Linked DNA regions of Zea mays: region 1 is linked to region 2. Evidence: chromatin contacts called from public Hi-C data. All regions are on one chromosome and are shown on one strand. The core of a region is the stretch at or near the end of the contact, and the rest is flanking DNA. Distances in the headings are between cores, read along the strand shown. Region 1 overlaps LOC100282442 (dolichyl-P-Man Man). Region 2 holds the start of LOC103646129 (cyclin-P4-1).

The links. A called contact is a pair of places that touch in the nucleus more often than the background predicts.
Region 1: a Hi-C map of leaf shows a contact between it and region 2, with 6 times the contacts expected there. The contact joins the enhancer-like site here to the promoter of LOC103646129 in region 2. A contact is called at or near these places in 2 of 25 Hi-C or Micro-C datasets (both in leaf).

What each region holds. Positions count from the first base shown.
Region 1 is chr2:22,922,111-22,929,015 of Zm-B73-REFERENCE-NAM-5.0, reverse strand. It overlaps LOC100282442 (dolichyl-P-Man Man), which reads left to right. Exons shown (of 19, transcript NR_182129.1): 17 at 601-666; 18 at 831-924; 19 at 1,056-1,599. Among protein-coding and RNA genes, the nearest start is that of LOC100282442, 16 kb to the left of the region's middle. Within about 2 kb of position 2,470, at least 19 of the 20 cell types and tissues checked have an H3K27ac peak or open chromatin away from gene starts, as enhancers often do. A contact at or near this core is called in leaf, where this site is marked.
Region 2 is chr2:22,775,990-22,782,877 of Zm-B73-REFERENCE-NAM-5.0, reverse strand. It overlaps LOC103646129 (cyclin-P4-1), which reads left to right and starts at 3,649. Exons shown (of 2, transcript XM_008670848.3): 1 at 3,649-4,132; 2 at 5,511-6,077. The coding sequence starts at 3,771. The coding sequence ends at 5,772.

The sequences.
Region 1 (6,905 bases), core at 1,221-3,720, 150 kb before region 2:
CCCGCATGCAAGCCGCCTTCCTCTTGATGTGTTCCCCCGCCTTCTCTACTGCCCCTCCTGGATCCGGCAGCATCAGCGTCGCCAGAGGTGCCGCTCTCCACCACGACCAGCTCTAACCATTGTGAGCACAGACTCCCCCACTTCCATCCCTGTCCAACCGCAGTCCACCACTGCCACGGTGGGTAGCACTGGCACCTCTGTTGCCTCACCGTTCCATCCACCACCCGCCACCACCGTTGCACCAGCGACCTCCCCTGCCATCCCGATACAGCCGGAAGCCATCAAGAATCTGTGAATGGATGAATAACCCCATCAAATTTCTCTCCATCAAAATAATACAGGGTAATGGCCTGGATGTCCAGGGCACGCTTCATCCTGGGTGCGCTATAGTTTTCCTCCACAAATGCTTACTTTCGAACTGGTTTTCTATTCATCATTGTTGAATTGATTGGGTGACTTGATGATGCGTCTGCGTCTGTTGCTTATTTTCTGTGCATTATTTTGATCTTAAATCTTTATACAACCATTTCTGAGGTTCCATCACTTTACATCTAAATTTCTCGCGATTTTATTTTCGCATAACGTTTTGTTCCCTGCCAGATACTCCAAGGAGGAAGAAATTCCCATCGAAGAATTTGAGAAAAGGAATTTCACCTATCTACTGAAGTGAGTTTTATTAGCTTGTTTAAATGGACCATGCAATCATTTTGGATACCTAACAAGTTTTTAAATGCTCGGAGCAACTTTTTGTTCATTTGATAATATTTGATGAATTTGACATCGTGACGCTTTCGTGCTGTCAATCTCTTATTCCCGGACATGTGAAACAGTGAGCACCGCTCCATCGGTGGCTACCAGTGCCTGTTCGCTGTGGATGGATTCTCCAGAGTAAAACTTACGCCCCAAATCCCCCCGCTCTCTCTGGTATGGTAACTATAGCCCATCAAACAGAGTATGCGGATTCAGGATCCTGCAACAGCCATGGTGCCAGCAACCATTGTATCCCGTATTCCGTCAAGAATTTACTGTCTCCTTGTTTGCACGTTTTGGTGCAGGTGAAAGAACCCAAGGTGTTTGCACATGGGAATACGAGAGACCCTGACATTCTTTCACTGAGTTGGCCCGGTTGTCCTTGAGGGCATGGGGACACCGGACACCCAGATTCCTGTGGCAGGACCACTAACTGCCAGCAGTGAAGATGTGTTTGAGTCAGTCCGCGTGACACATATATGGTATACATCTCTGGGTCTTGCCATGAAGCTACCTTACCTGCAAATCTAGAATGGGGCCCCTCCTCCCCTAGATCCCACGGCTTCGAAACCACAGCTTTAAGGAACACTGCCATTTTCAGGTGCAAATTTGTGTAACATTTTAGAGCCGGAAGAAAGACAGAAAGCACACGGGGGGTGGGGGGAATCATAGCAATTAGCAACCTTGTATTTACAAGTTGGTCGATATATTTTTTTCCCTTTTGAGGCAACTTTCATACTCCATCTTATATAACAAGAGCTTCTAGACTTTATTTATCGGCAGCAGGCATACAGTCGTGCTGGAGACGCATACTTGCTCCATTCAAAGATAATATATTTGTTTTCTATCTGCTGTGGCCCTGCTTTGCGAGTCGTATTCGGTTCGGTGGCAGGCTGGCCGCATTCTATCTTTTGAGACCAAGGATGTGAGGGAACCAGTGATGCCACCCTTGTCCAGTCAGCCGACGAGGAACGGCGTGACGCCGGTGGCAGGGTGGCCGACACCGTGTGCGTGCAGGAAAAGCTCCCAGAGTTTAATATTAGGGGCTGTTTGAATGCACTAGAACTAATAGTTAGTTAACTAAAAATTATTATTGAAATTAGCTAGCTAACAATAACTATCTAATTATTAACTAATTTATAAAAAATAGCTAATAGCTGAAGTATTAGCTAGGTTGTTTGGATGTCTTAACTAATTTTAGTCACTAACTATTAGCTCTAGCGCATTTAAACACCTCTTAAAGCTAGCTATTCGAACTATTATAGCTGCAATAGAGACAAAACATTGTATAAATGGTAGAAACCGCTCGGATTAAAGCTAAGAACATCACCAACAATTTGGTCGAGTTATTGAAGCGTCCCCGTCTAATGACCGAAACCAAACATGTACCAGAATACAGTTCCAGTACCATGCTCAGGTTTCCAGGACTATATAACTAGCTAGCCACTCAAAGCGCCGGTGGACGGTAGCAGCCGTGTCGTCGCCTGCCTCCGCCTAGGCTCGTCGTAATGGAGGTCGTCGGCTAGAATAGTGACTAGAGGTGGTTAGGACAGGGAGAGGTCACTGCAGAGCTCATGGGGCAGCCGAAAAGGCAAAGCAGCATTAACAGTAAGTAGCTCTCCTCCAACCTTTTTGAGCCGAGGGAAACTCCATTTATTAGCTCTCATCCTCCTTGGCAGTGGCAGTGGCAGGGTCAAAGGATGGGGACCCAGGGCGGGGCTACCGGCTAACTACTTACTGCCACTCGCGCTGGCCCCTTGTGGCCTTGGGTGCCTGCCCACCATCATTCATTTGGTCGGTGGCTACTGGTTTTTTTTTTTAGAACTATCGGTGGCTACTGGCTTCATCTTCATCAGCCGCTCGATGCCGCTTTGATTACTACTTGTGGGCGTCGTAGCACACCATCATTCTGGCTCAGTAGTACATAGTAATTCGGAGCGAGCGCGCGTCCAAGTTATGTGTACGTGCAAACTAGTGCTGTGAATTGGACTGGTCTGGTCCAGGCCTATCTTGTTTCGAACCAAACGGATTTGGATCAAAAAGGCCCAAGATTTTTTTGGACCGTGTCATGCTAGTCTAAAGAATAGAAACCGTGGCTCAGTCTAGCTCGGTCCAAGTCCAGCCTAAACTCGGCCCATATATTTGAACCACATAAAATCCAAATATTACACTCAAATAAAGTCCATGACTTACTGAAAGTCGTCTAGAGGAGGGTGAATATGCGTAATCTGAAATTTACAACTTTAACCACACACTACAAGCCGAGGTTAGCGTTAGAACTTAAATCAAGTCCGGGAGAGAGGGGAAAAACAAATCAAATGGAAATCAAGCGAATGAACACGGTGATTTGTTTTACCGAGGTTCGGTTCCAAAGAATCTAATCCCCGTTGAGGTGGTCACAAAGACCGGGTCTCTTTCAACCCTTTCCCTCTCTCAAACGGTCACTTAGACCGAGTGGGCTTTCTCCTTAATCAAACGGGTCACTTAGACCCCGCAAGGACCACCACACACTTAGGTGTCTCTCTTGCTTTGATTACAAGTCACTTTGGAACAAGAATGAGGAAGGAAGAAAACTGTCGGCGTTTCGAGACCGGGGGGTCCCTGGGCCGACGAGTGAGTGTCGCCGCGTGCCCCAGCCCAGATAGGTCAAGCGCGAGGGCGAGCGCGAAGAGGGGAGAGCGAGGCGGCCGGAGACCGGCGTGAGAGAGGTGGGAATCCCGCGGCCTTCGTGTTCGTCCCGCGCCCAGGTCGGGTGCGCTTGCAGTAGGGGGTTACAAGCGTCCACGCGGGAGAGGGAAGCGAGCGGCTCCAAGCGAGCGCCTGTCTCGTCCTCGTCCCCGCGCGGCCAACCCTCTCTAAGAGGGCCCTGGTCCTTCCTTTTATAGGCGTAAGGAGAGGATCCAGGTGTACAATGGGGGTGTAGCAGAGTGCTACGTGTCTAGTGGAGGAGAGCTAGCGCCCTAAGTACATGCCGTTGTGGCAGCCGGAGAGATTTTGGCACCCAGCTGGTGTGATGTCGTGGCCGTCGGAGGAGCGATGGAGCCTGGCGGAGTGACAGCTGTCGGAGCGGTTGGGTCTTTGCTGACGTCCTCTTGCTTCCATAAGGGGGCTGAGAGCCGCCGTCGTCACAGAGTATGCGGGGCGCCATCATTGCCTATCTGGCGGAGCTAGCCAGATGGGACGTCGGTCTTGTTCCCTGCGGCCCGAGTCAGCTCGGGGTAGGGTGATGATGGCGCCTCCTGTTGACGTGACTGGCCTGCGCCCTAGGTTGGGCGATGTGGAGGCTCCTCCGAAGCCGAGGTCGAGTCTGTCTTCCGTGGCCGAGGCCGAGTCCGACCCCTGGGTCGGGCGAGGCGGAGGTCGTCGGCTGAAGCCAGGGCGGAGTCCGAGCCCTGGGGTCGGGCGAAGCGGAGTTCGTCGTCTTCTGGGACTTAGCCCGAGTCCGAGCCCTAGGTCGGGCGGAGCGGAGTTCGGCGTCTTCCGCGACTTAGCCTAAGTCTGAGCCCTGGGTCGGGCGGAGCGGAGTTCGCCGTCTTCCGGGACTTAGCCCGAGTCCGAGCCCTGGGTCGGGCGGAGCGGAGTTCGCCGTCTTCCGGGACTTAGCCCGAGTCCGAGCCCTGGGTCGGGCGGAGCGGAGTTCGCCGTCTTCCGGGACTTAGCCCGAGTCCGAGCCCTGGGTCGGGCGGAGCGGAGTTCGCCGTCTTCCGGGACTTAGCCCGAGTCCGAGCCCTGGGTCGGGCAGAGCGTAGTTTCCTGTGGTGCCTTCGGCAGGGCCTGACTGCCTGTCAGCCTCACTCTGTCAAGTGGCACCGCAGTCGGTGTGGCGCAGGCGGCGCTGTCCTTCTGTCAGGTCGGTCAGTGGAGCGGCGAAGTGACGGCGGTCACTTCGGCTCTGCCGGGGGGGGGGGGGTCAGGATAAAGGTGTCAGGCCACCTTTGCATTAAATGCTCCTGCGATTTGGTCGGTCGATGCGGCGATTTTGTCAGGGTTGCTTCTTAGCGAAGGCAGGGCCTCGGGCGAGCCGGAAATATGTTCGCCGTCGGAGGGGGGCCTCGGGCGAGACGGAAATCCTCCGGGGTCGGCTGCCCTTGTCCGAGGCTAGGCTCGGGCGAGGCGTGATCGAGTCGCTCGAATGGACTGATCCCTGACTTAATCGCACCCATCAGGCCTTAGCAGCTTTATGCTGATGGGGGTTACCAGCTGAGAATTAGGAGTCTTGAGGGTACCCCTAATTATGGTCCCCGACAGTAGCCCCCGAGCCTCGAAGGGAGTGTTAGCACTCGCTTGGAGGCTTTCGTCGCACTTTTTTGCAAGGGGACCAGCCTTTCTCGGTTGCATTTTGTTCCGGTGGGTGCGCGTGAGCGCACCCGCCGGGTGTAGCCCCCGAGGCCTCGGAGGAGTGGTTTCACTCCTTCGAGGTCTTAATGCCTTGCGTAATGCTTCGGCTGGTCTGGTTGTTCCCTCATGCGAGCTGGCCGTAGCCCGGGTGTACGGTCGGGTCCCAAGTTCTCGGGCTGGTATGTTGACGCTGTCAACGGTCGCCCGGAGCCGGGTTTGCGAGAGCAGCCCCCGAGCCTCTGCACAGGGCGAGAGGGCGATCAGGGACAGACTTGGCTTTTTTACATACGCCCCTGCGTCGCCTTTCCGCAAGGAGGAGGGGGGGAAATCGCCATGTTGCCCTCGATGGGCGCCGAACATGGTGTCTCCGATGAGCTGCAAGCGGGTAATCCGAGTGGACGTCCGTGCCCCGTTCGTTAGGGGTCGGCTAGGGGCCCAGAAGCACGCCCAAAAGTACCTGCATGTGATCTGCCGGACCTGGTCCCCTGGCGACGGGGTCCGAGGGCTCGATGCCTCCCTCTGATGGGATTCCGTTACAAGATCGTTCCCGCTGGTCTCGGAAATGTCCTAGGGTACCTCGGGAGTGATAGTCGCCTAGAGGGGGGGTGAATAGGGCGAAACTGAAATTTACAAATATAAACACAACTACAAGCCGGGTTAGCGTTAGAAATATAAACGAGTCCGCGAGAGAGGGCGCAAAACAAATCCCAAGCGAATAAGCAAGTGAGACACGGAGATTTGTTTTACCGAGGTTCGGTTCTTGCAAACCTACTCCCCGTTGAGGAGGCCACAAAGGCCGGGTCTCTTTCAACCCTTCCCTCTCTCAAACGGTCCCTCGGACCGAGTGAGCTTCTCTTCTCAAATCAAAGCCGGGAACAAAACTTCCCCGCAAGGGCCACCACACAATTGGTGCCTCTTGCCTTGATTACAATGGAGTTGTGATCTCAAGAACAAGTGAGAAAGAAAAGAAGCAATCCAAGCGCAAGAGCTCAAATGAACACGGCAAATCACTCTCACTAGTCACTAGGGCTTTGTGTGGAATTGGAGAGGATTTGATCTCTTTAGTGTGTCTAGAATTGAATGCTAGAGCTCTTGTAGTAGTTGAGAAGTGGAAAACTTGGATGCAATGAATGGTGGGGTGGTTGGGGTATTTATAGCCCCAACCACCAAACTTGACCGTTGGCTGGAGGCGTCTGCTCGATGGCGCACCGGACAGTCCGGTGCACACCGGACAGTCCGGTGCCCCTGCCACGTCATCACTGCCGTTGGATTCTGACCGTTGGAGCTTCTGACTTGTGGGCCCGCCTGGGTGTCCGGTGCACACCGGACATGTACTGTTTGATGTCCGGTGCACCGGTATGGGCATGTCTGACGTCTGCGCGCGCTGCGCGCGAATTAAATGCACCGCAGGGAGCCGTTGGCGCCGAAGAGAGCCGTTGCTCCGCTGGTACACCGGACAGTCCGGTGCACACCGGACAGTCCGGTGAATTTTAGCGGAGCGGCTGCCACGCGAACCCGAGGCTGGCGAGTTCCGGAGACCGCGCTTCCTTGGAGCACCGGACATGTCCGGTGTACACCGGACAGTCCGGTGAATTATAGCGCGCCGGCTTCCGAGAAATCCCGAGGGTGAAGAGTTTGAGTCTGAGTCACCTGGTGCACCGGACAGGTACTGTTCACTGTCCGGTGGCACACCGGACAGTCCGGTGCGCCAGACCAGGGGTGCCTTCGGTTGCCCCTTTGCTCCTTTATTGAATCCAAAACTTGGTCTTTTTAATGGCTGAGTGTGAACTTTGTACACCTGTATAATCTATACACTT
Region 2 (6,888 bases), core at 2,400-4,899:
CCGCAAATGGAGCTACGGCGGCTGGCGGCAACCTCTCTGTTCCTCACCTCTCTCTCTCCGACAATGGCTTCCTAGTATTGCGGGGATCCAGGGGTCGCGGACCATGCTCTTTATAGGGCCGGGGAGAAAACGAGACTGGGCGGTGGCAATGCGCCCGGAAGGATCTCAACCAGCCCCCACCACCGGCGGATTCGTAAGGCCGGTACAGGTTTGTTAAGATCCGCGACGAACACGTGAGGTAAGTGATGACAAACGGGCCCCAAACGTCATTAGTCCAAGCCAGCCACCGTGCCCAACGATGGAGACTCCCTAGAGGGGCCCATCTAGCGGTGAGGGGGGAAGAAAATGCGGCTGGGCCCACGTGTTGGTGACAGTGTGTGTGCGGGATGCGATTGGGCTAGCGGGGCACTCACGGGCCACGTGGGTGAGGGACAGGTTGGGCCGAGACGAGGAGGATTTGGCCTAGGCGTCAGTTTGTTCTTTTCTTTTTCTTCTTTTCTTTCACATTTTCAAATTCCTATTTCAAATTCAAACTTGTTTCAATTTTCTGTTTTAAATTTCATATTTCCATTCTCAAACATAATGCTAATGTGAATATAGATCCTACTATTTTCAATGCTATTATTTATTCTTCTTCTGATTATTTAATTCTAGATGTAATAAACGATTTTATTACAAGTTTCTTTTCTCATTTTATATTTTAATTTATAATTTGAGGTCAAATTTAAATTATGATTCCTTATTTCAATAAAATATATCACCACAAATTCATAAGTATAAGATGCCAATTCATTTATTCATTTATTGGTTACATGACTATTTTAATATCATTAATTGATTATGAAAAGGAAGGGTCCTAATAAATTTCTCAAAGTTTCAAGAATTCTCAAAACACTATCATAAATATATTTGTTTATTTATTTTGTTTTATTTTTCTTCTACCAATTTTGGGCTTTACAACCGTATGAGTGTAGAGGGGAGGAGAGGGGGGAGAGCGCTCGCGTCTCGCATTCGATCGTTTTTGTGGAGCGAGAACGTTCCAACTATTTATAATAGTTTTTCATATGGAGATCAAGGAGCCACTCCGCTCTTATTTTATTAGAAAATAAACATCCAAAAAATAGAATGGAGCCACTCTATTCTCCCACACTTATCAACCAAACACACCCTAAGTCTCACGCAGACTCTGAGGAGGGTGTGAGGTCGCCAAGTTTTCTAACTAACAGATCTTGCGCTGCTTGCATAGTGTATTTCCCGGACCTGTGAGATCATCTTCTAGGGTGTTTGGTTTGAGGAATGAACTAGTCCATCATCTTCTCACTCTTCACTATTTTTGTTTGGTTTGTGAAATGGAATAAGTTGATCCATCACCACCTCATTCCTCATAGTTAGTTAGTTAGTACTAATACGAGGAATGAGATCATCCCAACAAATTTGAGGAATGAACCCATGATGCACCACCTCAAGTTGGATGTAGTGATTCCTTAAACAAACACCCCCTTCATGTGCTGGATGGATCTACACAAGTCTTGAGCAACTGAGGAAACTAGTCCCAGGCCTACACACTGACAGCTACTGAGAGTGACTGGGAGTGGGCCTTATGTACCAACATTTTGATGTTCTACCATTGCAACTACAGTCACCTACCTCCAGTCCCTGAATGTCCGCGATGAGAAGGTGCTGCTCGCCTGCTCCTTTAATTTGCCAAACGTTCGTGCTGCCGAGTTTTTCTCCTCGCGGCCACTTCTCGTTCTTGGGATTGAATGGGGTACTTCAATGCTCACATGTTGTCGCTCGTTGACTTGACGCTACTTCAAGTTTTACTCCGGCGCTTTGCTTCACACCTACTCTTCTTACCTACGGCTTGTGAACTTCATCGCGCATAGTTTACATATCATGTGTAGCTCTAGCCTCCTTCCTGTGTATGATTGCTACGTCTATGTTCTGTACAACTTGCTATCTGGATAATGGTAGCCGAATTTGTCACAAAAGTCTCAGGACAGGAGGACCACCTGGAATTCGCTCTAGCAGGTGGTGCTGCTTTGCTGAGCAATCTCTATCCTTCAAAAAGGCAGCTTTATTATTCTTCAGCAGATTGTTCACAGCGCACAAGGGTAGTTGGCAGCCAGTCACCTGGTGCGATGCGCGCGTCTGCTGCATCTGAATTAATATTAAGGTGCAACATGTAAATGGCCAGATTCCATCAGAGTTCAGAGATAGCTGATAAACGAGCAGGAACAGTGGCGACACATGATAAGAAACAGGATCAAGTCACTCGCTTTGTGCTTGTCCATACGTCCCCTTGAGTAAAGTTGCAGTTCTTGTTGCAAAATTACACACAAGTTGAGCCAACTGATAACCTGTGTCCTGGACAATAATACAGACAAGGACATCAGGACATGATCTGAACTCTCTATCCATCTAATCTTCAGTAGTAATAGTAGTAGGAGTAGTTGGCATCAAAGCTAACGTATAAAACGGATACAACATGTGCAAGCAAACTAGCACCAGTGTTTATTAATACTAGACGTGTGTGACCACTGTGCATGTATTGGTAGTTTGGTACTGGGATAGTTTTCTTCGAATCGTCGGCATCTAGTAGCCACATTAGAAATTAAAGGCGTCTGCAGTAATTAAAAGCGAAATACCGATGGTTTTCATATATATAAACCTAGCCATGCTGTGATGCGCTAAGGTGCCGTCCAATTGGTGGTTCCAGTGTTTGACCTTACTCAGACGTGATCGCCACTTGCATTTGTAAACAATTTGTGCAGAGAAAGAGAAATGCGGGCATGTGATTGACACGCTCACCTTATTACACATTGTTAAATGTTTTTTCCCTTAAAGAACAAGCATGGAAGAAATTTTTAAAAAACAAAAAAAAACAAGGAATTATGAAGGGACACTTTTAAGTTTAACTGACCGGACCTCGATCATATGAAAAAAAGGCCTTTTTTTTGGGGGTACACACTCCCTCTGGTTCCCACAGCTGGATATTTGATCCATGTCAACTTGTCCATTTTGGCACTCATGGAGGAGCATCACTCACATAGTCACATCAAATCTCACCATCCTGACACGGCTGTGACACCCCTCCAAGTAAAACCAACTGAGCGTGCAACTCAGACAGTAAAGAAATAGTTTTGGTCTCTTTACCCTCACCAAGCTATTAACAAACCAATCCACAACCAGCCGCAGGGCGCCAATCATGTAAGATGTGCAAATGATATTCCTTTCTGAAAAATGAAAGCGACCAAAAAATAACAAAAGAAGAGAAAGTCCATAACATAAAGGTACATAATTGACTCTTTTTTGGAGGACATGGACTAAAAAAATCTCAAAAAGGGCGTAGTATAAGTGACTTGCCATTGCCAACATTTGTGTCTGTCTTGCTGTACAATGAGAGCTCCCAAAACTGTAAGATTCCTGTTTAGAAGTATGGCTGAAATAGCATTACATGGAGAATTGAAATGAGGTCGCCAACCTTTGACACCGACTCTTCTACTGCAGTACGCCAGTACCGCTTTCTTTCGACACGGAAATGCTCAATACATAATTCAACTACAATCGCCGCAAGCTTTTTTTTTTGTTTGTTTGTATATCCTGAATATCCACACAGTTTTTCTTTAACAATCTTCCCTCCAATTTATACAACAACGACCTCTTCGGCTCGCCAACATTAGGTCCAGTCCACCCCTCCAGCCAACCCAAGTCTCCATCCACAAGAGCTCGAGAACCTGGCCACGAGCCCATGACGGCAAGAAGCGGTCATGGCCGGTGATGAGGAGGACCACCTAGCAGACGCGCCGCGGGTGGTGGGCGTCCTCTCCGCGCTCCTGGAACGTGTCGTGGAGCGCAACGACGCGGTGGCCGATGAGCTCGCCGCCGGGACCGAGTCCGCGGCGCCGCCGTCGGCGTTCCGGGCGACGGCGAGGCCCGACATCTCGGTGCGCTCGTACATGGCGCGCATCGCGCGGTTCGCAGGGTGCAGCCCGGCTTGCTACGTCGTGGCGTACGTCTACCTCGACCGCCTCCTGCGCCGCGCCCGCAGCGCGCCCGCCGTGGACTCGTACACCGTGCACCGCCTCCTCATCACCGCCGTGCTCGCGGCCGTCAAGTTCATGGATGACGTGTGAGTGTGCCTGCTTCACGCCTGATCGCCCTTGGCGCAGTTTCAATTGCTAGTACGATCGTTCCACGCGCGCGCAATCGAATCATTCATTTCTGGGCGTTATTGCGTTTAGTTTGTTGTTCCTGACCTTAATTCTCTCACCCTACAGCAACAGTTTTTATCAACGAGATCAAATGTAAAAGTTCAGGAGCCATTCGTTGGATAGACTACGAGAGAAATTCAGAGACAAAGTACTTAGGAATACACGCAACGTGGCGAGATAGCTTGATCTCATACGAGTCATGTTCTTTTGTGACAAATTTGACCACTACTTTACCTGACCAGTTGCTGATTTGGGGATCAATCATGTTTGCAGAAGTATCGTATTTGCTTTCCTTTTGCAATACAGCATGTATTACTTCAGAATTATAAGTATTAAAGGTATGTGCTTACATTTTCTATTCCACTATTGGAATTGGTGTTAATGGTATAACTGAATAGTGAGCACTGATGACTTCTATATAGCCATCTGATATAAACAAGCTTGGTGAATTGTGGTATTTTGGATATAGGAGCCTCCTGATATAAGATAAAATACCAATCAAATTCTTCTGAAATCCAGAGTCGCGTAGGATGCATAAGCAGAGCAAGTTCTTAAAGGAACAGAGCTCACCAACTTGCTGCCTAAATTCTAACAGGTACTTGTTGTACCTAAACTGTATGCACTGGCAATTGAAAAACGCAGCAACCATATCACAAGACAAGACAAGACCACACGTTACAGCTGAGAAACGGTTCCATTATACCTACCATTGAAAATTGCTGCAAGTATTATGTGTATTGTACCTGTACTGCTGTACACCAGTTATAATCTCGTTATCTTCTCTTGTGGTTGAGTTGGCCATTTGGGGGGCTATAATATCTGGGGGAAATTGTGCTTGTCCAATAAAAAAAAGTTTCCATACAGCCACACGCATGCACTGGGGATCCAAAAACATAGGATAAAGTTCCTCACCCTCTTTGTCCCTGCCATGATCTTTCCCTCCTTTGGAATTTAATCCATGGCCCAAGTTGTGATAGAATTATAGACTGGGGGGCAACTTGGCCCCCTGCTGATGCTTCCTCTACAGCCAAGAGCACCATATCTGGACTGAACCCTACTGTCTTTTTCACTGACAAATTGCCCAGTTGTCCACTGGAGTGGACATCTTCTCTTCTCTCAAACGAATACTCAAGTGACCATTTGACAATCCAAAAAGAATTGGTTTGGTGATGCAGCTGTTTGTTGGCACATATGGTTTGGCGTGCGTGCATGTGTTCCCACTGCTGGCAGGCACTAGCCTGATTTCTGAAATTCTGAGACAAACCTCTGTGCTGACGGCTACGCGTTACCTTGCAGATGCTACAACAACGCCTACTTCGCCAGGGTCGGCGGCATCAGCCTGTCGGAGATGAACTACCTGGAGGTGGACTTCCTCTTCGCCGTCGGGTTCGACCTCAACGTGTCGCCGGAGACGTTCGGCCACTACTGCACGGTCCTCCGGGCCGAGATGCTGTACCTGGAGCTGGAGGGTCCTCCTCCTCCAGCCGCCAGTACAAGTCTGCACAGGTGCTGCTTGTCAGAAGACGACGACGGTAGCAGCAGCACCAGCAGCAGCTAGCTGCATAGAGACAGGTACAGCGGTTGCTTCCAAGCAAGCAACCATGTATGAATGTGTCCGTGTACACTGTACAGTACAGACATGCTTGCTTGAAAGCAAACACGGAGTACGTGACGTAGGCATCTGCGTGTGATCGGTTTGCTATCTGGCGGCTGGCGCTTAGTTGTTTTTAGCTTTGTTATTAGGTAATCTGTTGCTCTTGTAGTCTTGTATAGCTGCATTGCTGTTGTTCATGTGGAAATCGGAAAACCGTAAGGAACGGTATAAATTGCAGTCTTGGGGCAGTGTAATTGTTTTCTTGTCCAGCAGTTTATCCATAGTTTATCTAAAATATTGTTTTTGCTCTCTTCTGCGCTGCAGACTGCACTGTTCGCAGAGTAAAAATTGAATATAGGTATGGGAATAGATACGTTACTGGAGAAAATAAATCTATCCTAGTTTCTCGTTTGGTTTTAGGGATTGGATGATCAGCCTCATAGTCGCTACATAGCTGTTTGTTTGCTCATCGTCGCTCCTCAAGCCCTTGCTAGTGGGATGAAGGTTGAGAAGATAGGTGGTGGTGTGTAGAGCCTCAACCCAAAAGGAAGGAGGGAGGTTGGCTTGAAAGAGTAAGGAACGGACTATGTTGTTGACGGTGCGTAGGACACGTTCGGCGCGACCATTTTGTTGGGAGGTGTAGGGACACGACATCCGAAGGTGGACACCATGTGAAAGAAGGAAGGTTCGAGTGTGGGAATTGTCGAACTCACGACCGTTGTCACATTGGAGGTTTTTAATGGTAGTGCCAAATTGCGTGGCGACAAAGGAGAAGAAGTGGGCAATGGTGGGAAACGTGTCGGATTTGAGGCGTAGGGGGAATGTCCACAAGTAGTGGGAGCAGTCATCAAGAATGACGAGATAGTATTTATAACCGGAAACACTAGGAATTGGTGAAGTCCAAAGATCGCAGTGCACAAGGTCAAAATTGTGTAGGGCACGAGACTGGGAAGTAGAGAAAGGAAGGCGCACATGACGACCAAGTTGACATGCGTGACAGATGGCATGCGTGTCTTTATTACAAGTAATGTAAGACAAACTAGCTAAGCGATGAAGAGCGTCGCGGCCGATGTGACCGAG